Linked DNA regions of Mus musculus: all the other regions are linked to region 1. Evidence: chromatin contacts called from public HiChIP or PLAC-seq and Micro-C data. All regions are on one chromosome and are shown on one strand. Each heading gives the region's core, a stretch centred on a gene start, on an enhancer-like site or on the middle of the called end of the contact. The rest is flanking DNA. Distances are from core to core; before and after follow the strand shown.

Region 1 (3,817 bases), core at 616-3,115:
CAACACCACATTGGATGGATCACAGCCACCTTTAACTCAATCTCCTGGGGGGGTTGATGCCCTCTTACACCCTCTGTGGGCACTCTCACACACAGACGTGCACATAGGTACACGTAAATGGCCCTTTGCTTGCCATTGTGGACAGTCACTCCCAGATGTGCCTTGTCATCTTCCGGAAGCATCCAAACGTCTTGCTATTGCATCTTCTCCTAAACGCACAGCAGGATCTCCTCTGGAAGCCTTCCTTGACCTTTCTCTTTTCACCCTGGTTGCACCACCTCTGCTTACCACAGCACAAGATTGGTCGGCTTCCAGGGTAGACTGTGAGAGCACACTGATGTGTGCTGGTGTCATGGGATCATAAAAATAAAACTTAACTGGAAGTAAATACTGGTGCTCTCTCACTTCTGCCTTAAGTCCAATGACTGACTAGTCCTTGTACCCAGTGTAGACAGGGTTCAAGGGTCAGGGACTAAAGAGCCCGTGAATGGACTTGTACACGACCCACTCTACCTCCCAATCTGCCCGCTACCTAGGATCTGGGACAAGGAATGCCTACCTGAATAGACCACACCTTTGCTGACGTTATAAAGCATGGTGCTGCCAGGCGCTGCCTGCTGGGCTGTTTTTTGGTGAAGGGGAGTTGTGTAGAGAACTGAGTTGACGGAGCTTGGAGCCTGCTTCTCTTGAATCTCAGAAGGAGGAACTCTGCAGAAATATGAAGAAATCCTCAGATCTGCTGTCAGGAGTCCCTGGGGGCAGCGTGTGTGTCCATCCTGATTCACACCAGGGCTGGAACAGTTTCTCCTGTGTCAAATAGGTGGAGGTAACAACTGGCTCCTGCTAGCCAAAGCTGGTGGCATGGGGTACAGCTCAGGATAGAAATCACCCGATCTCAAAGACCTTCCCAAGTACCTGGGCTGAGTCTGGGGATGTTAAAAGGAGGGTAAAGATACATGGACTGTGACCCTATCTCAGGCTGAAACATCCCTAGGAACTGGTGATCATACACATCTGCCAAAACCCAGCATCCCAAGGTCCCCAAGGCAAGCCCGCTTACACTGCCTAATGCTCCCTCTGTCCCCTCCAGGGCCAGTGGCCAGCCCTTTCCTGGGCAGGGACTAAGTGAACTGATACCTTAATGGTTCAGCAAACTCATAGACCATACAGATCTCAGAGGGCCTGAAATGGAAGAACAGGGCCAACTCAGACCAAGGACCCACCTGGACCCTAGAGTACTAAATCTGCTGAGACCACTCCCTGCAGTCTACGGAGGAGGAGAGGCTCCAGATCTGAAGGAGGAGAGAGATCTGGCTTGGATAAGTAAGAGATTAAAAGAGGCCCTTCAAGTCCCCAACGGCTACTGCTGCATAGCCAATGGCTCTAACACGTGGTGTGTCTATAGTAGGGCTATCAGCAGTTCGGTGCTGTAGTCAGGTAAACCTCTGATGTGGGTGGCCCCTTTATGGACTTTGTATCTTTGTGTCGCCACATTGGGAGTTGGGGGCTTCTGGGATCCTTGGTGGGTGGGCCTGTAAACCAGTAGCAGCAGACAGGCCTTGGAATCTGCCCCACCCATCCTGAGCAGCCGGAGTGGAACTTCTTCAGGGCTCCCCACCCATCTCCAAGCCCAAAATGGGAAGAAACAATTCAACAGCCCCTGCAGGCCCATACACACCCCAACACAGACGCTGGTACCCACAGGATCAGAGCACTAAAGGCGGGAGACAGAGAAAGTTCTGGCCCCTTCCACCTAGCAAGAGCCCGGCTAGTCATTCCCTCCTAACCTTCTGCGGCCACCCCTCCGAGGGTGCCAGGATCCACTCAGCTAGGAAGACGACGGGAGTCCCTGGAGAGGGCAGGTTCCGGTCTGCCCAAGAGTGAGCCAAGGCAAGGGGCGGGCCAGTGGGGGGGTGGTGTTGAAGAGGGGAGCAGGACAATGAAGAGGCGGGGCCGAGCTCGAGGGCGCGGTCCCGCCCCCGCCCCACGCCGGAGCACGCAGAAGCACTCGGAGTTCACAGAAGCCGACACCAGCGTGCCTGGCAGAGCAGGCCACTGGCATGCAAATGCCATGCAATGGACCGCGAGAGCTGAGAACCAGGAGTCAGGAAACGTCTGGCAAAGCCAGAGGCGCCTCCGCTGGCTACACCGAGGCCAGCCTGGCCAGGAAGAAGCATGCCAGGCCAGACAGGGTAACAGAGGCTAAGACTGGGGGCCACAGGAGGCCAAGGACGGCGGCACATGTGTACTCAAGAAACCGAAAGATTACAAAACTAGGCCACGTTTATTGCTGAGAATGGGCAGCGATAGTCACCTTTGAGGATTAAGGCCACAGGTGGTCTTTGTGCTTTCACTGGGACGTGGGATTTGAAAGTAGGGATTCCCTCCCACCCCAGATTGTGCAAAATATGCAGCAGCGGCCTCAGAGGCCGACGCTAGGTCTCCCCTCAGCCGGCGAGGGGCGGGACTTCCTGGTGATGCCATCTACCAATCCCTGAGCTGGAGGGTGGGCCCCGCCCACCCCCTGGTGCAGTAGTCTCCTGGGCAGAGAATCAGGCTCGGGCCGGGTCTGATGTCTGAGCGCCTAGACTCTAGGTTCAGCGAGCCTCGCCAGGATTGTATTCAGTCTCCCCAGAGGACACCTGGGAGATTCGCCGCGAGGAGCGCCACAGCCTCCGCGCGAACTGGCTGCTGCGTACCTAGCGGGAGTAGGGATGGGATGAGATGCGGTGAGCCCTGGCAGCCGCACCCCACAACCCGCCACCCTCCTGCCCGGCCGGCCAAGCTGCCCTCTTCCTCACCTCAGAAGGCTGCCCAGCGCCCACAACGATCAATTTGCCATCTTCCAGGCCCACCAGCACATGACTGCGCTCCTTGGTCACAGACACACTGTGGACCGGCACTTTCATGGGCAGGGGAGGCACGGCGGGCCGCAATCTGGAGCAGGGAAGTAGGTGTACACTGAGTCACAACTGCAAGGAAGCCAGCTAACAGACACCTTTTCGTGCATCTACTTTGTCTTCATTTGAAGTCTGGCTAAGCTGAATTCCTGGCTTATAGAACTCCCACAACTGTGTAGCTAAGGGAGGGCCAGGGCAAGAATCCCCATGAGTAACACATGCTAGTGAGTGGGTAGTATGCACTCTCTATTACCCTGTGCCAACAGCTTCCACCTAGAGGGGCCAGGAACTAAGAGCGGGGCTCACTTGTTCAAGTGGAGGATATGTAGAGAGCACTGAGCGGTGCCCAGCAGAACAAAGTCTTCTGCCACAGTCAGGGCTGTGGGCTGCTCCGTCAGGGTCACTGAAGCCCGCAACCTCCCATTCACTGAATACAGGTGCAAGGAGTAGGTGACCTGGAAGAATTGGGGACATCAGCAACCGCCTCACCATTCCAGCTGCCCCAGTGTCTTTGTCGGGTACCCTGTCCCCATACCTGGGCCCCAGGACGTTCACAAGCAGAGCTTTGTACAACAATCTGGCCTTCAGCCCCCAGTGCTAAGTGCGATATAGGTCCAGGCAGTGTGGCACCTGGAGGCCTTAATGCTGCCACAAACTGGCCTCGACGTACAGTGTGTATGATCACAGTCCCATCCTACAGGAAGGCAGATGAGGGTGCTGAGCAGAGAACTGGAGGCTCTGGGGACAGTGCCTGGGGAAACTCCGCCTCCCCAGGGGATGTACACGCACCTCGGATCCAGACACGGCCATGTCAAGTTCAGTGCTGATGGCCACACAGCTCACTGCAGCTACATGTCCGTATAAGACCTGCACAGGCTTTGGTGCCAGCCCTGCTGACAGACCGCTCTGTGGGAAGG
Region 2 (4,283 bases), core at 1,624-4,123, 420 kb before region 1:
CTTGGACTACAGTGGCTCTTGTCTCAACCAACATACATGTACATCCACATTGTTTTCACACATGTATAAAGGAAAATACATGTTTTGTGACATTAGGATATTGGTTGGAGCTATAGAATGGAAGCTGCTTAATATTTTTGCAATATATAAATTTTAATTTTTTTATGTTAAAGGATTTATATTTTTAAGGTTGTTTGATTCTTGGTGTTTTTACAGTTACCACTCTAGCCAGCAGGGTGGTAAAATTATGACTTGAAATTTTAGTTGTTACTAATAGATCTCTACACATTTTTTTTTAAAGTATAATGAAGAAGGTACTATAATGCTTTGGATATAATCATAATCCTGGAGAAGTGATTGGATTGATTCATTTTATATTTTGCCCCAATGAGCTCACTGTAAACAAACTGATGCTATTGTGCCAGATTGTATAAGTCACACACAGGAGCAAATATCTATGCAAAATTAAGGTATTTTCTCTGTGATCTTGAATCAGAGGAGTTTTCTCGTGTCCGAGAAGAAGTACCCCTGGAATTGGTTGAAGCACATGTCAAGAAAGTACAGGAAGCTGCAAGAGCCTCTGGGAAGGTGGACCCCACCTATGGCTTGGAGAGCAGCTGTATTGCTGGCACAGGGCCTGACGAGCCAGAGAAGCTTGGTGAGTCACTGCTGCGTGCAGCATTCGCTTTATAGATGCTTGTATTTCCTGTCAATATGTAAAAGTACAGGGGTTGCTTACATTTAAGCAGTCAAAACGATCAATATAACATGCCTCTAAGATTTAGTACATGATATTTTTCTCCTCCCATTTTTGTGGGGTAAACAAGGGGGGATTGGTGCAGAGAAAGCAAGAGCTAAATACAGTACCTGGTAGCCAAGCAGTATCAGTTATTAAGTACATGTGGCTGATGATAGATCTAAGTTGGTGTGTGTATATGTCTGTGTGTATGTGATATGTGTAGTGTTAGTACATGCTTGTAACCATGGGTAGGTACATGGAGGCCAGAAGACAGACATTTCTTCCCATTACCATTATGCAACCTACTGGTAATCTAAGGCCTCAGTGTAATATGTAAGTATCTAAGTAAAGAACATTTGTTTAATTATTTTAAATTAGATTGTAGGAAACATGGTTTGTGGACCTGAAGTAGGTTGCATGTATTTTGTAGAGATAAAGATGTTTTTCTTAAGTAACTTCCTTAAGAGAGTGAAGATCAGTTTTTTTAAAATATATTTTTTTTTAATATATATTTATGTTTGCGTGTGCGAGTGCGAGTGAGTGCAAGTGCCAGTAGCTTACAGAAAGACAGTGTAGGAGACCTTGGAGTAAGCATTACAAGCAGATTTGAGCCACCCAGTGTGGGTTTTGGGAACTAAAGAGTGATGAGTGCTCTTAACCACTTTGCCATCTCTTCACTTCTCCCAGCATCCATCTTTACCATTCCTCTGTGGCCCGGGTGCAGTAGCACCACATGCTCCTCCCTCAGTCAGACTTAGTGGTGCCACTCCCCACTGAGCCATCTTACCAGTTTCAGTCCTTTTTGAAGGACATAACTTTCACCAAGAGGATGGAATGAGCAAGTAGTCAGCGGGCACTGAAGGTCTGTCTGGTCTGTCAGACATCTTATCGTAAATCCTGTTTATATTCTTGGTCTCAAGTCTTTACTATTTACAGCTCTATTCCTTAGAGAATCTTTAGCATGTTGACGTGTTTTGGCAAACAGGATGAACAGGAAGACTGACAGTTAGCAGATTGTTCACTAAGCTCCTGAACAGTCTTGTGTCTTAAGTCTGTCTTCACGTGGACAAGGGGCCAACTGGATCCGTTCAAGAGGGTTAAGGACTGTTAGTGCTGACACCCGAGGCAGAGGCACCTCGATCACTGAGTTTAAAGCCAGCCTGGTCTAAATGTCTTCCAGATAGGTCATAACTGGCCCTGGAACCATTAAGGACTTGGTAAGATTTTAGTGACATTTTCTGTTTAGCCTTCTCCGATCTTAACAACTTAGTATGTCTTCATATGTTTTGAGATAAGGTCTCATTATGTGGACCATCCTGGCCTTGGATTCACAGATCCACCTGCCTCTGGCTCTGCCTCTGGAAGGCTGTGATTAAAGGTGTGGGCCGGCGCCCCAAGCTAAAAGCCCCAGTTTAAAATCTGAACTAAGATCAGAGCATTACTGATCATTCTCTTTCTCCTTTTTCATCTCACCTTCTGCTCTTAGTAATAGAAGCCCTGTATCTTAAGTGAAGTTCTGTATACTTTTAAATTGCTTTCATCACATAGATGCAATTAAACAACATATGTTAAGTATGATTTTGGCTGGGTTTTAGATGTTGTAAAATATGGAATATTTAGACTTTTGAGAATTTTTTTTTATGTTCAGTATTTTGTTTTCCAATTTATCCATGTGTTATAAGAGCCAAGAAGCTGTTTAATCTACTCTTTAAAATAAGTTCTGTGTGATTACAATCCAGTATAGGTACCCATTCTTAATGGATCATTGCCTTTGTCTCTTACTTAAAGCATCTATGTACACTCTTGCATACTTCCTAGAATTCTGATACAGATTTTTAACTACAGTGTAGCTGGGCATATAGTTGGATTAGGTGACATAGCAAGACCATGGACCACATCACCAGCTTTGCCCTTGATGGTATCTTCCTCAGATTTGTTCTTCTGATCTGGAACACTGACATTCTCCAACCTTACACATTCTTTCTCATTTGTAAATTTGTGTGTAAACAAATCCTGTGGTTAGCAGTGTGTTAGGATATGTAGTTTCCCCCAAAGCTTGTGTGTCAGGTTTTACTTGGGCTTGCAACATTACCTGGTGTGAGAGTCCCTGCTGATGAGTGAGTATGCAATGTCACTTCTGTGAGCTTCCCTTTTCTGGGTCTCACTTAAGTATAGTCTCTTTGCTATTTCTGGACCAATCCATGAAAGAGCTAATTTTGGCTTCAGCTCAGATTCCTTTTGGTTCTCATTTCTGCTTATCTTGTACACGAATGCTTTATTAACTGTTTTGCATGTGGTTTCTCCTTTGGTTACTCATTGCTTTTTGGGTTTTGGAGAAAAGATTTTAAACCCACAGAGCTTTCTCTGCTTCTCCCTCCCCGGTATTTCAGTTAAAGGTGCATACACACCTCCCTGGCTTTCTTGGAGACTTTTATTTTATTGTTTTGTTTAGAATTATTTTATTCTGTGAATATGTGATTTTGCTTGTATGTCTATACGTGCACCTCCTGCATGCCTAGTACCCTGACACAACATGAGAGCACACTGGGTACCGATACCTGGAGTTATGGATGGTTTGAGCCGCTGCATCAGTGCTGGGAACGGAACCCTCTCCTCTACAAGAGTGACCAGTGTCACCAGCTCGTCCTTTTGAAAATGCAGTGATTTCTTTTTAATAGAGTTAACGTCATACTTTTTTGTTTTATTCATGCTATAATGTCATTTGGTATCTTTTGTGGTTATCCTCTGTTGTCTTTTCTACACTGCTACCATATACTTATTTTCTTTTAACTTGAAATTTTCTTAAAAAATAATGAATCTTGCTCATTTTTCGACACTTCAAATCCAGTTCTCCTACCCTAAACATACCTCACTCCCATCTTTATGCCCTCATTTAAAAAAAAATACTGTTTTATCTATCTTTCAATCAAATCTGTAGCTGACCTCAGTGTAGCACACCTTTAATCTCAGTTCTGGGGAGGCAGACAGGGAAATATGTGTGACTTTTGGCCAGACTGGATACATAGTCAACTTCTAGGCCAACCATGGCTACATAGTGAGATCTTGTCCTTTAAACAATAAAAAGCACAAATAAGCAACACATCAGCCCCCTAAGTCCAAATTAGTGCTGTTGCTACGGGCTGGGTTGAACATTGAATTGGAACCAAACCGATTATGGTTTTGGGCAGCCCTGTGCAAAATTAGAGGGTAGTCTGTTCTTCCACCTTGATTTGACCAGGGTTTAACTTTTTGACAGTGATTACGTGTTGATGAGATGTCTCCATTCAAGTCCTGGTTCTAGAGTTTTCATAATTTGGTGCTACTTCTGGCACTGTGTGCTTGTGACTTTGGAAAGGTAGCTGCTATTTGACCATTATTCTGGGAAAAAGGAGATTGGTGGATTCATGTTCCAAAACTAGACAACTGTTTTCCTAATTAATAGCTTTGAGCATTGCTTTTCTTAAAAACAATCCAGTTTAGAGTGTTAAAATCCTCTTATTGCTGATAAATACTTGCTTTTACAGTAGCGTAATATAAAAATTTA
Region 3 (3,875 bases), core at 1,368-3,867, 330 kb after region 1:
GTGTGTACGTTTATGTGTGTTTGCTCACACCTGACACGTGTGCGAGGGTCAGAGGTCACCTTGCAGGAGTCGGTCCTCTCCTCCCACAAGGTTAGGTCCCTCAGATAGAGCTCAGGTCCTTAGGCAGGTTCTGTGAACGAGCTCTTTTGCCCACTGAGCCACCTCACTCCCCCCAACTTTCTCAACTCTTTTGCACAAATCTTTCTTTTGCCAGTCAAACTGATTACCTATTTATGGACCAGCCACTTTGGGCAGGAGCACAGCCAAGGAGCCAGAAATGGCCCAGTGGGTGGGTGGGGCAGGCAATGGCTTCCTTTTCCCACCCTAGATAAGACCAGCCAAATACCCCAAATACCGTTTTTAGTTGCATCCCTAAACTCCTGGTGAGGGAGAGTGACAGTTATATCTTGACTGCTCCCAGACATTGTCAACGTTAATTGGCCTCAGCAGACAGGCTGGCAGATAGGCCCCCCAGGAGACAATTGGGAAGATTTTCACAAGATCTAAGGAGGATGCTGTTTCAGAGTCTAAGTAGATTTGTATTTGACTGCTCACAGGCATTCTTCACAGCTCTCAGGGATTTTAAAATGGGCCCGTAATGCAAAAGCAAGGTGGGAGTCTGGGTACAGGCCCAAGCTGTCATCAGAAAAAGTCGGCCCTGAGCAGCCAGCAGACTTATGCACAAATGTCCCAGGCACATTAACATGTGGTTAATGTGGTCTCAGGCACATTCATATGATTTCTGGCTACAGAAATGAAGTGAGCATTGTTATTTTTTATTTGTTTGTTTGTTTAGTTGGTTGGTTTTTTGTTTTGTTTTGTTTTGTTTTGTTTTGTTTTGTTTTGTTTTGTTTAAGAGATAGGGTTTCTCTGTGTAGTCCTGGCTCTCCTGGAACTCACTCTGTAGACCAGGCTGGTCTCTGCCTCAGAAATGCTGGTATTAAAGGCCCAGCTTGGGTATTGCTTTAAGTCATTGAATTTGTAAGAATTTATTACTTAGCAATGTAAAGCTAACGTAACCTCATCATTTAAAAAACTGCTATTATCGCTGTCATTATTGTGATTATTGTTGCGACGCTGGGGATTGAACCCTGGACTGTGCGTGCTCTGTCACTGAGATTCAACTCTAGCCTTTGCACACTTAATAGATTAAAATCATTTTCAGTTAATGTATTGGTATTTTATGTGTATGGGTGTTTTGCCTGCATGTCTGCACCATATGCATGCCTGGTGCCCAGGGAGGCCAGAAGAGGGCATAGCATCCCCTGAAACTTGAGTTGCAGGTGGTTAAAAACCTGCATAAGTGCTGGAAATCAAACCCAGGTCCTCTGCAAAAGCAACAAGTCTTCTAAACTGCTGAGCCAGCTCTTCAGCTTTCCAACCCCACCTTGTGTTTTGAGACTGGGCCTCCTACCTAACCTGGAGTTCACTGATTCGCTGGGCCAAGAGGAGCGAGAAGCTTCAGGGATCTCTGCCTCTGCTCCCTTAGAGCTGCGGTTATAGAAGCAAGACCATGCCTGGCTTTATGTCATTGTTGAGGATCACACTGACTGGCCTTATGTATATATAAGTTTAAATTTTCTAGAAGTCATCCAACATAGCACAGAGAAACATTAAGGGAAAATTAACATTAATATTATATTTTGTTTAACCCAATATGTCCCTAATATATCAGTAAACCAGTGAATTAATAGTGAGATGTGGTTACCTTTTTAAAATATTAAGTTTTTAAAATTTAGTGTTATTTTGTGAGGCATGAGGGTATTAGATTCTCTGGAACTGGGGTTACAAACAGTTGAAAACTGCCATGTGGGTGCTGGGAATTGAACCCGGGTCCTCTGGAAGAGCAGCCAATCCTCTTAACCACCAAGCCATCTCTCCAGCTGCTAAAATTAAGTTTTTGATGCAGATATTTTATGACAGTTGATCTCAGGTCAGCTTAGTATATTGGCCACTTTTATTAACATTTTTATTATATTTGGCTGACTTGAGTATTTACTTTGTGTACATGCGTGTACGTGTGAGGACCTGTGTGTGTGCCACAGTGAATGTGTGAGGTCAGGAGACAGCTTGAGAGAGTCGCTCTTCTCCTTCCATCATGTGGGTCCCAGTAGTCATATTCCACCTGGTGCCTCTGGCCTCCGAGTCATCTGACTGGCCCTTAGTGAACTTTGTGGTTAGTCATGTTGTGTGCACAGTCAGGAACTAGAGAGAAGGCTAGTATTCCTAGTGACTTAGTGTCCGGGATGTTGCCACTGCCACTCACAGTCAGAATAGGGCTTTTCTACTCAGTTAAACACCCTCACAGATACCCCAGCAGAGCCTTCCTTAGGGGATTCTAAATCCAGTCAAATTCACAGTGAAGATGAACCCTCCAGTGCTCCGTAGCTGGGGCTGCTGCGTAGCACATTTGCACACCGTGAGGACCATCAGTAGCCCAGGTTGGCCGGAGTTTTAGCCTGCAGATGTGAGGCCACAAGCCAGGAGCCCTTGCCGCTTGCTCTCCCACCAGCGAGAACCATTTAGTAATGTCCATGGAGATGGAAGGCGGTGTTTATAACATTCATTCTTCTCTACATACATCGTGAAGGGAGGGAGGTCAGGTGAGGGACATCAGGGATTTTCCTGGAAGAAAGCTTTGCTGGGCGTTCATGTGACTCATGTTCCAGTAAGAGCCGCAGTCTCGGATGACCTGAGTAGAGCAGGGTTATCTGGATGTGCTTGTGGGTGGAACCCCTTTGGAAGGGAGGTAGGTAAGGGTGGGTGTATCCTCGCAGAGACGTAGAACTTCTGTGTGTGGATGATGTTTCATCAGAGACTGTGAGCCGAGCCGGATGCTAAACACAGTAGTTCTCAACCTTCCTAATGCTACAACCCTCATGCTGTGGTGACCCCCAGCCATACAGTTATTTTGTTGCTACCTCATATCTGTAATTTTGCTACAGTTATGAATTGTAACACAAATATCTGTGTTTTCGAATGGTCTTAGATGATCCCTGTGAAAGGATTGCACTATCCCTTTGGGGGTTACGACCCACAGGTTGAGAAACATTGCCTTAAAAGGTATTACTCTCTTGGATTCCAGCTCGTCATGCGGAAGCTGTGTTATCAGTGTATATTTTGAGCAGTTTGTGGTTTTGAGGACACTTGGGGAAGTGAATACCACAGGGCACAGGCCTACCTGGTACATCCTGGAAGCTTGGAAACTGCAAAATGTGTGTGTGTGTGTGTGTGTGTGTGTGTGTGTGTGTGTGTGTGTGTGCGCGCGCGCGCGCGCGCGTGTGTTGACAGGGTCTTATATAGCATTTAGGATAGCCTTGAACCTCTGACTCTTCTGCCATTACCACCTGAGAGCTAGGATCACAGGTGTGCCCTGCTTGCCCTCCCTCCACATGGAAGGTCTTTTTGGATATGCCACCCAGTGATGTGGCAATCTGTACAAGTGAGTTTAGTGCAGCACCAATTCCTTACATAAACGTGAACACATTTTGTATTTTAAAATACCTTCGACTGAGCATCAAAGGCAGTCTCAAAACATGTGGAAACACCGACCCTAGGACCCTGCCCTGGAGTTAGGACCTGAGGTGCTTGGTCGGGTTGTGTCAGTGAGGAGCTGTCCTGGCTACCTCTGTGCCAGACTATGCTAATTCCTGCTTCTTACCACGTGGTCATGAGCCAGCACTGTTGGCATCCGGTAAAGCTTATTAAAGATATAGCTATCAGGCTCTGTAGTTGAGCCAGAACCTGGCAGCTTGGTGTAAAGTTTGGCAGATGAAACATAGGCTACTCAGTATGATGTAAATTTCAGATTAATGACAAATTATTATTTTTAGTGTAAGTGTATTCTCAAAATAGTATTATTGTTGCAATGTTAG
Region 4 (3,930 bases), core at 157-2,656, 280 kb after region 1:
ACTGAGGAGAGGTGAGGGGTGGGCAAAGCAGAGGAGACTAGAAATAATATTCAGATTTGTTTTGCCCTGCTGTTCAAGAGGACAGGAGGAGTCTGGCCTGCCATTTCTTTCCTCACACTAATGCCTGGGTTTTCTGAGAGAGAGATCCCTCAACCCAGGGTTAGATGGAAGGAAGCAGGGCAGAAGCAAGCCAGGCATAGGTGCAAGGTGTAGCTTCTCCCAGAGAGAAGAGAAATCACAAAGTCTGAACAAAGGGGAACTGAGCGACAAGGCTGTGTGAGGCCAGCTGCCTCCCTCAGCTCCCAGGTTTGAAACAACAGGTGGTGTGGATAGACACTCCCAGGTGGTATGGAGATAGAGATAGTCAAGCCTGTAGTGATCCTGGGGGAAGTTGCTGGTGATGGGGATGGACGGATCTTGTCCTATCTATTCACTGAGGTGGTGACATTTTCCCTTGCTCTGTCATCACAAAAGGATCTCATCTTCACAGGAGCAAGGGGCATTTCCTTTATCTCTAGGATCTGGTTGTTCTCTGCACCTGTATCCCCCGAGGCCACAGGGCAGCAGAGTTGGGGTTGGATACCTGGTCTGGAGAAAGCGCTGGATGTGTGTAGCCCTGAGTTCAGGTCTCTGTGGGAGCAAGGACCACTGGTGGGAAGACAGCAGTCCTGTCTCTGTCCCAGATCCTTGGCCTGTTGCTCCCAGGCCTGCCTTCTAGGACAAGGTCTTCCTGACTACAAAACTGCTGTGATCTTCTAAGGACAGGGTTGGAGGGAAGGAGATAAGAGAGCTACCAAGGGATGAAAGAGATGCCTTAGATGTCAGGAGCTGCTGTTTCATTCTGTCAAAGATCTTTAATACCCTTCTCAGATGCTCATGCTAAACCCAGTGTGGCTCACAGTGGCTTACGCTGTCTGCAGATCAAGATGTCAAACTCTTAGCTCCTTCCCTAGTACCATGTCTGCCTGTCTGTCACTGTGCTTCTCGCCGTGATGATAATGGACTTGACTTCTGAGATTGTAAGCCAGTCTCAAATACCTGTTTTCTTTTATAAGAGTTGCAGTGGTGATGGTGTCTCTCTACAGCAATAGAAACCCAAACTAGAACAGTGAAGAAGCAAGGGGTAGGAACTGTAGGGAGGCTGTTTTCCATTGGCCTTCAGTTTATGTATCTATTTTGAGTAGAGGCTCTGACTGCCCTTATTCCAGGTGATCACTATGACCGATATGATCAGTAACTTCAAAAGTTGCAGATTATCTTGGGAAGTGCATCTCTTCCATTTCCAGCCCCACTGGACACTGCTTCCTCACCGCATCTTACTAGAACAATTCTTTCTCTACGACTCCAGTTCTTACCCCACAACTCACCCCTCATCCTTCCTGCTAGCGCTTACCATGCTGTTGATACTGTGGGTTACCCCACAACACACCTACCATTTTGCAGCTCAGCTACTCCAACCACTTGGTAAATCAGCCTCAATTTGACAGCTGCCCTCAAGGCAGCCTGTGGGCTCCTGGAGAATCTGCATGGAGCCAGTTTTCAAGAACTTGGAGCATGGGCACATGTGACTCTGGGTTCAGGTGGGCACTGCTGGCATGGACTCACCGTGGGAAAGTTCTAGAAGCCCCACACCCTATGACCTCCCCCATTCTATGGAAATGTTTGGAGAATTAGGAAAGCTTCCTGGTCAGGAAGGGACCTTACAAAAGGACCTTCTAAAGTTTAGCCACGAACTGCAGCCTGCTTCATGTTGACTAACTCGGTGCTAAGCTGGCTCTCTGCTAAGAGAGAGGAAACACGTGGTATGTCATTCAGCAACTCAGCCTGATCTGAATGAGGGTATTATGGAGGCAGCTCTCATAAAACATAGTGCTGTGCTGTATGCAAACCTTCCACTCATTTGCCTAACAGATCGGCCTTGTGTCTCATCACGTGAATGCTGTTCCCATCCCTAGGGGCTGTTCCAGATGCTGTGTGGCCCACATTCAGTCTCAAAACCCTATGTGATAGGCTTCTCATGTCCCTGGTCTTCTCAATTTGTCTCTTTCCATACAAAGACCAGGTAGCTGCAACCTTCCCTTCATGTCCCTTCCAGAATTGTATTGCTCAATGTCTCCAGAAGCTGGCTATCACGTCCACTAGGCATATTAATTCAATTACTTTTGCACACAGGAAACAGAAGGAAGCATCTACGGCTCGTCTCCAGGGTATCAAGTTTTCCAGCAGCAACAGCTAGGACTGTTGAGATCCCTGTGAGGATAGCACATTGATGGGCCAGGATTGACATGGAGGCTAATTTACCCACCAGGGCTCTATTTACAGCTTAAATGAACCATTTATGTGTTAGGTACACAAACAGAGAGAAAGAGAGAGAGACAGAGACAGAGACAGAGAGACAGAGAAAGACAAAGAGACAGAGAAACAGAGAGTCAGAGAGAGGCAGAGACAGACAGAGAGAGACAGAGAAAGAGGCAGAGAAACAGAGAAAGAAAGAGATAGAGAGGGACACACACAGAAGGAGAGGCACAGAGAGAGAGAGATGGAGAGAAAGAGAGAGAGAGAGAATAGACAAATACAGGGAGAGACACAAAGACAGGGAGAGACACAGAGACACAGAGAGATATAGTGAGAGACAAAAGTAGAGACACAGAGACAGAAATGACAAAGAGAGCTACAAAGATGGAGTTTATTTGCAAACTAAAGTCTACATGTGAGAGAAAGCATATATATTTCTCTTTTTCAGTCTGTCTACCCCCCCCTCCCCTCCAGTAATGTAACGGTCTCTGGTTGTATCCATATTTCTTGCAAATAACAACATAAGTTTAAAATAATTATTACTTAAGTTCATGTGTATGAGTCTTTCGCCTGGATGTCTGTGTACCCTGTGCATGCCTGGTGCCCACAGATGTCAGAAGAGGGTCTTGGGTACCCTGGAACTAGAGTTACAAATGGTTGTGAGTCACCATGTCTGTGAACCAGGGTCCTCTGCAAGGACAGCAAGTGCTCCAAGCTGCTCAGCCATCTCTCCAGCTTCCCAAACAGTTTGTTGCAAACAGCATAATTTTGTCTTTGTGGCTACATAAAATTCCACTGTGTATCTATAACATATGTTCTTCATCCATGCATAGGTTAATGGAACACTAGTTTGCTTCCGTGACTTGGGTATGGGGAATAGTCTTGTAATGAATGCACGTCCAGGTATCTCTGTGGTGTGATGACTTAGAATCCTTCAGGTCTATACCCTGGAGTAGTATAATTGAGTTGTTTGTATGGTAATTCTGTTTTTTTAGGGTTGTTTTTTAAAAAGGAATTTTCATAATCATGTGGACCAATCTGCCTTCCCATGAGTAAGACTATGAGTATGGGCAACTGAATTTTCTTATAACTTTAGCAGTATTTAGACTAAAGATGAGGAACTTTTATTAAATTTTCAATTTTATAAAAAATTGAAACAGAATTATTCATGTATCCCAGGCTGATCTCCAGCTTTTTATGTAGTCAGCATGTCCTTAATGACTGACTCTGTTGTCCTCGTCTCCTGCATTCTGGGATTACAGGCATGTACCATGAAGCCTTGCTGAAGACGATAAATTTAAATGTGTTAAACTTTTGGAAGCATTTGAATCAAGGGATAGTAGCTTAGAGTCTAAACCTTACAGTCTTAAGAAGTAAAGCTGACATCTGAAACCCATTCATGTATGTGGGTAGTGTGTGTGTGTGTGTGTGTGTGTGTGTGTGTGTGTGTGTGTGATGTGTATAGGGCAGGTGTGTTGCCATGGCACATGTGTGGCTGTCAGAGGACAAGTTTCAGGAGCTAGTTCTTTCTTTCCTCTGTGGGTTCCAGGATTGAGCTCAGGTCATCAGGAACTCACAGCTAGTACCTTCTCTCACCCAGCCATGTTGCTAGCCCAAAGCTGACTCACAGGACCT
Region 5 (4,225 bases), core at 1,681-4,180, 380 kb before region 1:
CATCCAAGCCACCAGAATGTAAAACAGTTAATAAATAGCAGCATTTCACATAGGGCAAGCATCCTTGAAGAAAATGAAAGTAATTTACAGTATCCTGATGGCAGGAAAGGCATTGTGGTACAAGCAAGACCTATCCAAAAAGTTTTTTGGTTTTTTTTTCCCCCCTGGAGAAAACTGAGAATGTAAAATCTGAACTGAGTGGTCTATAATTTCTGTATACTATCCTGAATTCAGTTCCTAGTGGGAGGTGCAACATGGATTCTGATGTGTGCTGCCTATGGAATCCTGGGGCTGGGGAGGGACTAGACTTTATTAATCCTGGGAATGTATATCTCTATCATAAAGGGCAGAGGCGAGTGGATCTCTTGTGACCCCACCTAGGGCTACATAGTGAGGTGGGGGAAGGACTTTAGTCCTGAGCTTGTGACAGAGACCTTATACCAGGTTGCTATAAAGAATGGTTGATGAGCCTGGTAGTAGTGCCTCGTACCTTTAATCTCAGCAGGAATGGAATCAGGCGAATCTCCAGAACAGCCAAGGCTACACAGAGAGAAATGCCATCTGGGAAAAAGCAGAAGAAAGAATGGATAGCGGGAGCCAGGCGTGGTTGGCATGGTTGACTTCTTTCATAGCTTTTGCATTTTCAAAGGGCTGAAGACGCTGATAGTGGCCTGGCTGTGGTAACACTTTAATCCCAGCACTGGCAGGCAGATCTCGGAGTTTGAGGACAGCCAGAGCTACGCAGATAATCCCTGTCCCAGGGATGTAGGGATGGCTAATGAGACGGGAAATTTAGTGAACCTGTTACAATTAATACCCTTGTACCTTCTGGGACCAGCCGACTCTGTTCTGACTCCTGAGAAAACCAGGGGGTTCCTGTGTTTGTTTTTCTGCTATGCAGAAATTGGAGGTAGTCGGTTGTGGTGGCACACGCTGGTAGGATTTGCTGAAGGGAGGCAGAGGCAGGAGGATCACGAGTTCGAGGCCAGCCTGGGCTACACATTAAAAGAAAGAAATCTGGGGGTAATCCTTAACTACTTGTCCGCGCCCCCCACCCCTGGCAAGCTTTTGAATGCTCTTGTAGCTTCATGGAGAGCAGCTGTGCTGACAGAGACCACCTGCCCTAAAGGTAGTTCGTGAAAACCTTAGCAAAGTAGTGACAGCACCGTAGGCACCTGACAGTAAGGGAGCTAGATCTTTCTCCTTTCCTAGCCACCTGTGGTTGGCTCTCCTACGGTCACACGGAGCAAGTGTGGGGCTGAGAGGTCGTGAGTCTGGCTTGGCCTTGACACTGACAGACTTCTGATAGCCATCTGGATTGTAGCATCCCTGCCTTCATGTATCCCAGGACAACCTTCAGCTTCTGATCTTCCTGCATCTACTGACCATGTGCCACCCAGCTAAGGGTCATCTTATTCTGCAACACCTGCAGGGTCCCTGAGAAGTCCTTAGTCCTCTTCCCAGGCAGCAGGTGTCATCTGCATTAGTTGAGTGTTTTCTCCTAACTGGCCTGGCTTTAGAGTTAGTTAATAAATTCAAAATCCCTTTGCATCATAATAACAAACCATTGCCTGGCAAAATAACCACCCCAAGGTTTGTGATAACCCTTTTCTGAAATGAGAACACTCAGTCTTTGTGAGGAAGTTTTGTCAACACAAAAGCCCTTTAGCCCGTCCCTTCCTACCAGGAATGGTGTGAGTAGACCTATTCCTAGTAGCCCATTCTGCACCCCACCCCCCACAAAAGCAATCGCTTGTCTCCATGCCTAAGATCAGAAGCTTGATCATTCTGTGGTGGTCATTAGTAACAGCTAGACATAGCAGCATAGCGGCATACCTGTACTCCTGGAACATGGGAGGTAGAGACAGGAGGGTTAGGAATTTAAGGTTGGCTTCAGGTCTGTAAAGATTGTTGCCAACCTGGGTTATGAGGGAAGGTCTCAAGGGGCTGAAGCATTAAATGCCCAGGTAAAAGTGGATGCTGGGCTGGGTAAGGAGACAAGGCTTCTATTGTCCTACTCTGCATCCTGCTCCTTTTGAAATGCAAGAAAGGAAATGAGGGTCTGTAGTGCACAAACAGCGACTTAGAACTGTTTGTAACAACAGTTCTAGCGCTTGACTCTTCTGACTCTTTGGATACCAGATATGGGTGTTGTGCAGATACTTGCAAGCAAAACACCCGTGTACATGAATTTAAAGGGTGATATAAGAAGCCTCCATATTCAGATGAATACAGCTTTTAAAAAGGAAAGCCAAAATTTGAATATGTTGGTGTTTATACTGAGGATTTAAAGTCAAATTGATGTTCTCCATCCAGACCAAATTATGTGTGGTCATGGTATGGGAGCAGTGGTGGTAGCATCAGTGAAGCAGGTGTCTTTTCTGCACTTAAGGGTGTGTACGGCAGTCATGGCAATGGTCTTTATGGCTCTGCTTGGCTTTGGAGACAAATTACCAAAACAGTAGGAAAGAGGCATGAAGAAGCCATTGCCATACAAAGCATGTGTAGCGCCCAGATGGCGCATGATGTGAATAGAGGACACGTGGAAGCTATAGATAGGCAGTGGTGGTTTCCTTGTTCTAGTTCTCATATCACTTCATGCACGCACACACCATACATTTGACACTGCTTGCCAGATCCTTTCATGCTGGAGTCGCCAGTGACTAACTCGGGGGACACACAGATTTGATGCTAAATCTTGTTCTTCTCACCACAGAATGGGCATTGCCCAATTACTCTGTTCTCAGTGTTAGGGAGGAGCAGAAGGCCAGAGGTTGGTTGGTTTGCTTGCTTGCTTGCTTGCTTGCTTGCTTGCTTAGTACCAAATTGGTGCTGGATATATAGCTCACTGACATCACTTTACTTGCATGCACAAGGCCCTGGGTTCAGTTTCAGACAACTTAAACAAAATTGAAAAAAGTGGTAGCAGAATTTCTCTGCAGGGAGGGGAGAAGATAGTTGAGGAAGGAAATATTTCACATTCGCTTGTTTGTTCTACTGATCAAAACAGAATTTAAAAGGATAGTTACGGGTGGGAAATAGGGTAGATAGAAGGATTTGGTTGGTTAGTTGGTTCTAGACAGGGATTACAGACATAAGCTACCATAACCAGCAAATACAATTATTTTGCAGTACTAGGAATTGAACCTGAAGTCTCACTCATTTTAGGCAAGTGCTCTCCCTAACTCTTAAGTGTTTTACCATAAGTAGGAAAAGACTTTATTGTGACCATGCCCTAGCATGAAAGGACTTACATAGGATCTCCTGTGTGGTAGGAACTTCCACCAACATCCACTTTTGACAACTACCACCCAGGAATTGAAGAGAGAAATAGGTATTATATCTGGGTAAGCAAGCCCCCTCTTGACTGGAACTCCAAACTAGGACACGTATGTCTGGTTGCCACTCTCTAGATGTCATACAGACCCTACATAGCCACCTCCGAGCCAGGATATAAGAGCCTAGCTGCTGGAATTTTGTCAGCCTTGAGGGGACTCTAAGCTGCAACCATACTTGTGAGAGAAAAGGAGTGTTGAACCAAGGCAACTCACTAGAAGACAGGTATGAGACAGATTAAATGATGGTCCTCCATCTTGTTCATATTTGGTCACTGACAGAAGACTATCAACACCAGCATCGCCCTTGGACTAACCCTTGGACTGAGCTGAACATGATCATTTAGGTCGATAATAAAACATCAATATGTAGGCTATTTGGAGGCGGGGAAAGCCAGGTGACTAAGCTGTAGTTCTGCCTCCCTTCCAACAGGTCTCCCAGTAAGCAGTGAACCTGGGTTAGGAACAGAGACCTCTCTCTCCACGTTGCATGTGCACCTGGCAGTGATCTAGACCTCTTGGTTTAACCAGGAACTTGGGTTTGGGTAGTACTGGTCACCTGCGGAAGGCCGCCCTGGATTTAGAAAACGCAAGGTGGAGTCCAAATACTGGGGACCGGATAACACGTTGGGTGGACCTGGCTGTGCAAGATTTAAACTAATGGCTTTGGCTGTGGACAGATTAGGTCTGATCCAATTAGAGCCTAGGCCGTAGTATTCGCCTCCTTGCCAGGCTCTGTCGATGTTCTCCCTGCTCTCCGGAAGAAGACTTAGAGTCGGACTGGAGAACCTTCTGGACACCGAATTCTGGATTGGCACCGGACAGTCCGTGCCCCGGGCTCCGCTCTCTCCACACTGGGGGCGCGGGCTTCCGCCCCCTGTGGCCCTTCC

Evidence for each region. A called contact is a pair of places that touch in the nucleus more often than the background predicts. HiChIP or PLAC-seq counts read pairs in DNA pulled down with a chosen protein or histone mark.
Region 2: a contact with region 1 is called in an H3K4me3 HiChIP or PLAC-seq map of bone marrow-derived macrophages, with 4 times the contacts expected there. The contact joins the enhancer-like site here to the promoter of Nradd in region 1. A contact is called at or near these places in 5 of 39 promoter capture datasets (the C10 cell line, hematopoietic stem and progenitor cells, liver and 1 more), 1 of 115 datasets of contacts at active chromatin or transcription factors (bone marrow-derived macrophages) and 1 of 9 other capture datasets (pancreatic islet).
Region 3: a contact with region 1 is called in an H3K4me3 HiChIP or PLAC-seq map of embryonic stem cells, with 6 times the contacts expected there. The contact joins the promoter of Lrrc2 here to the promoter of Nradd in region 1. A contact is called at or near these places in 2 of 39 promoter capture datasets (hippocampal neurons and stem cell-derived epiblast-like cells), 7 of 484 Hi-C or Micro-C datasets (B cells, CD4 T cells, double positive thymocytes and 4 more), 3 of 115 datasets of contacts at active chromatin or transcription factors (embryonic stem cells and pancreatic cancer cells) and 3 of 9 other capture datasets (adipose tissue, liver and pancreatic islet).
Region 4: an H3K27ac HiChIP or PLAC-seq map of double positive thymocytes shows a contact between it and region 1, with 5 read pairs. The contact joins the enhancer-like site here to the promoter of Nradd in region 1. A contact is called at or near these places in 4 of 39 promoter capture datasets (liver, stem cell-derived epiblast-like cells and trophoblast stem cells), 1 of 115 datasets of contacts at active chromatin or transcription factors (double positive thymocytes) and 3 of 9 other capture datasets (embryonic stem cells, liver and pancreatic islet).
Region 5: a contact with region 1 is called in a Micro-C map of embryonic stem cells, with 2.0 times the contacts expected there. The contact joins the promoter of Cspg5 here to the promoter of Nradd in region 1. A contact is called at or near these places in 2 of 39 promoter capture datasets (liver and pre-B cells), 2 of 484 Hi-C or Micro-C datasets (both in embryonic stem cells) and 1 of 9 other capture datasets (pancreatic islet).

Annotation. Positions count from the first base shown.
Region 1 is chr9:110,622,528-110,626,344 of GRCm38.p6, forward strand. Nradd (neurotrophin receptor associated death domain) reads right to left here and starts at 1,866. Exons shown (of 5, transcript NM_026012.2): 1 at 1,788-1,866; 2 at 560-708. The coding sequence starts at 596. Nbeal2 (neurobeachin-like 2) reads right to left here. Exons shown (of 54, transcript NM_183276.2): 50 at 3,690-3,806; 51 at 3,436-3,594; 52 at 3,207-3,355; 53 at 2,802-2,937; 54 at 2,262-2,699. The coding sequence ends at 2,598.
Region 2 is chr9:110,197,133-110,201,415 of GRCm38.p6, forward strand. It overlaps Smarcc1 (SWI/SNF related, matrix associated, actin dependent regulator of chromatin, subfamily c, member 1), which reads left to right. Exons shown (of 28, transcript NM_009211.2): 21 at 497-658. Among named protein-coding and RNA genes, the nearest start is that of Cspg5, 45 kb to the right of the region's middle. Within about 2 kb of position 2,874, at least 8 of the 459 cell types and tissues checked have an H3K27ac peak or open chromatin away from gene starts, as enhancers often do. A contact at or near this core is called in bone marrow-derived macrophages, where this site is marked.
Region 3 is chr9:110,948,928-110,952,802 of GRCm38.p6, forward strand. Lrrc2 (leucine rich repeat containing 2) reads left to right here and starts at 2,618. Exons shown (of 9, transcript NM_028838.2): 1 at 2,618-2,749.
Region 4 is chr9:110,907,910-110,911,839 of GRCm38.p6, forward strand. No RefSeq gene overlaps it. Among named protein-coding and RNA genes, the nearest start is that of Fam240a, 7.0 kb to the right of the region's middle. Within about 2 kb of position 1,407, at least 33 of the 459 cell types and tissues checked have an H3K27ac peak or open chromatin away from gene starts, as enhancers often do. A contact at or near this core is called in double positive thymocytes, where this site is marked.
Region 5 is chr9:110,240,853-110,245,077 of GRCm38.p6, forward strand. Cspg5 (chondroitin sulfate proteoglycan 5) reads left to right here and starts at 2,931. Exons shown (of 5, transcript NM_013884.3): 1 at 2,931-4,225. It also overlaps the pseudogene Rn4.5s-ps2.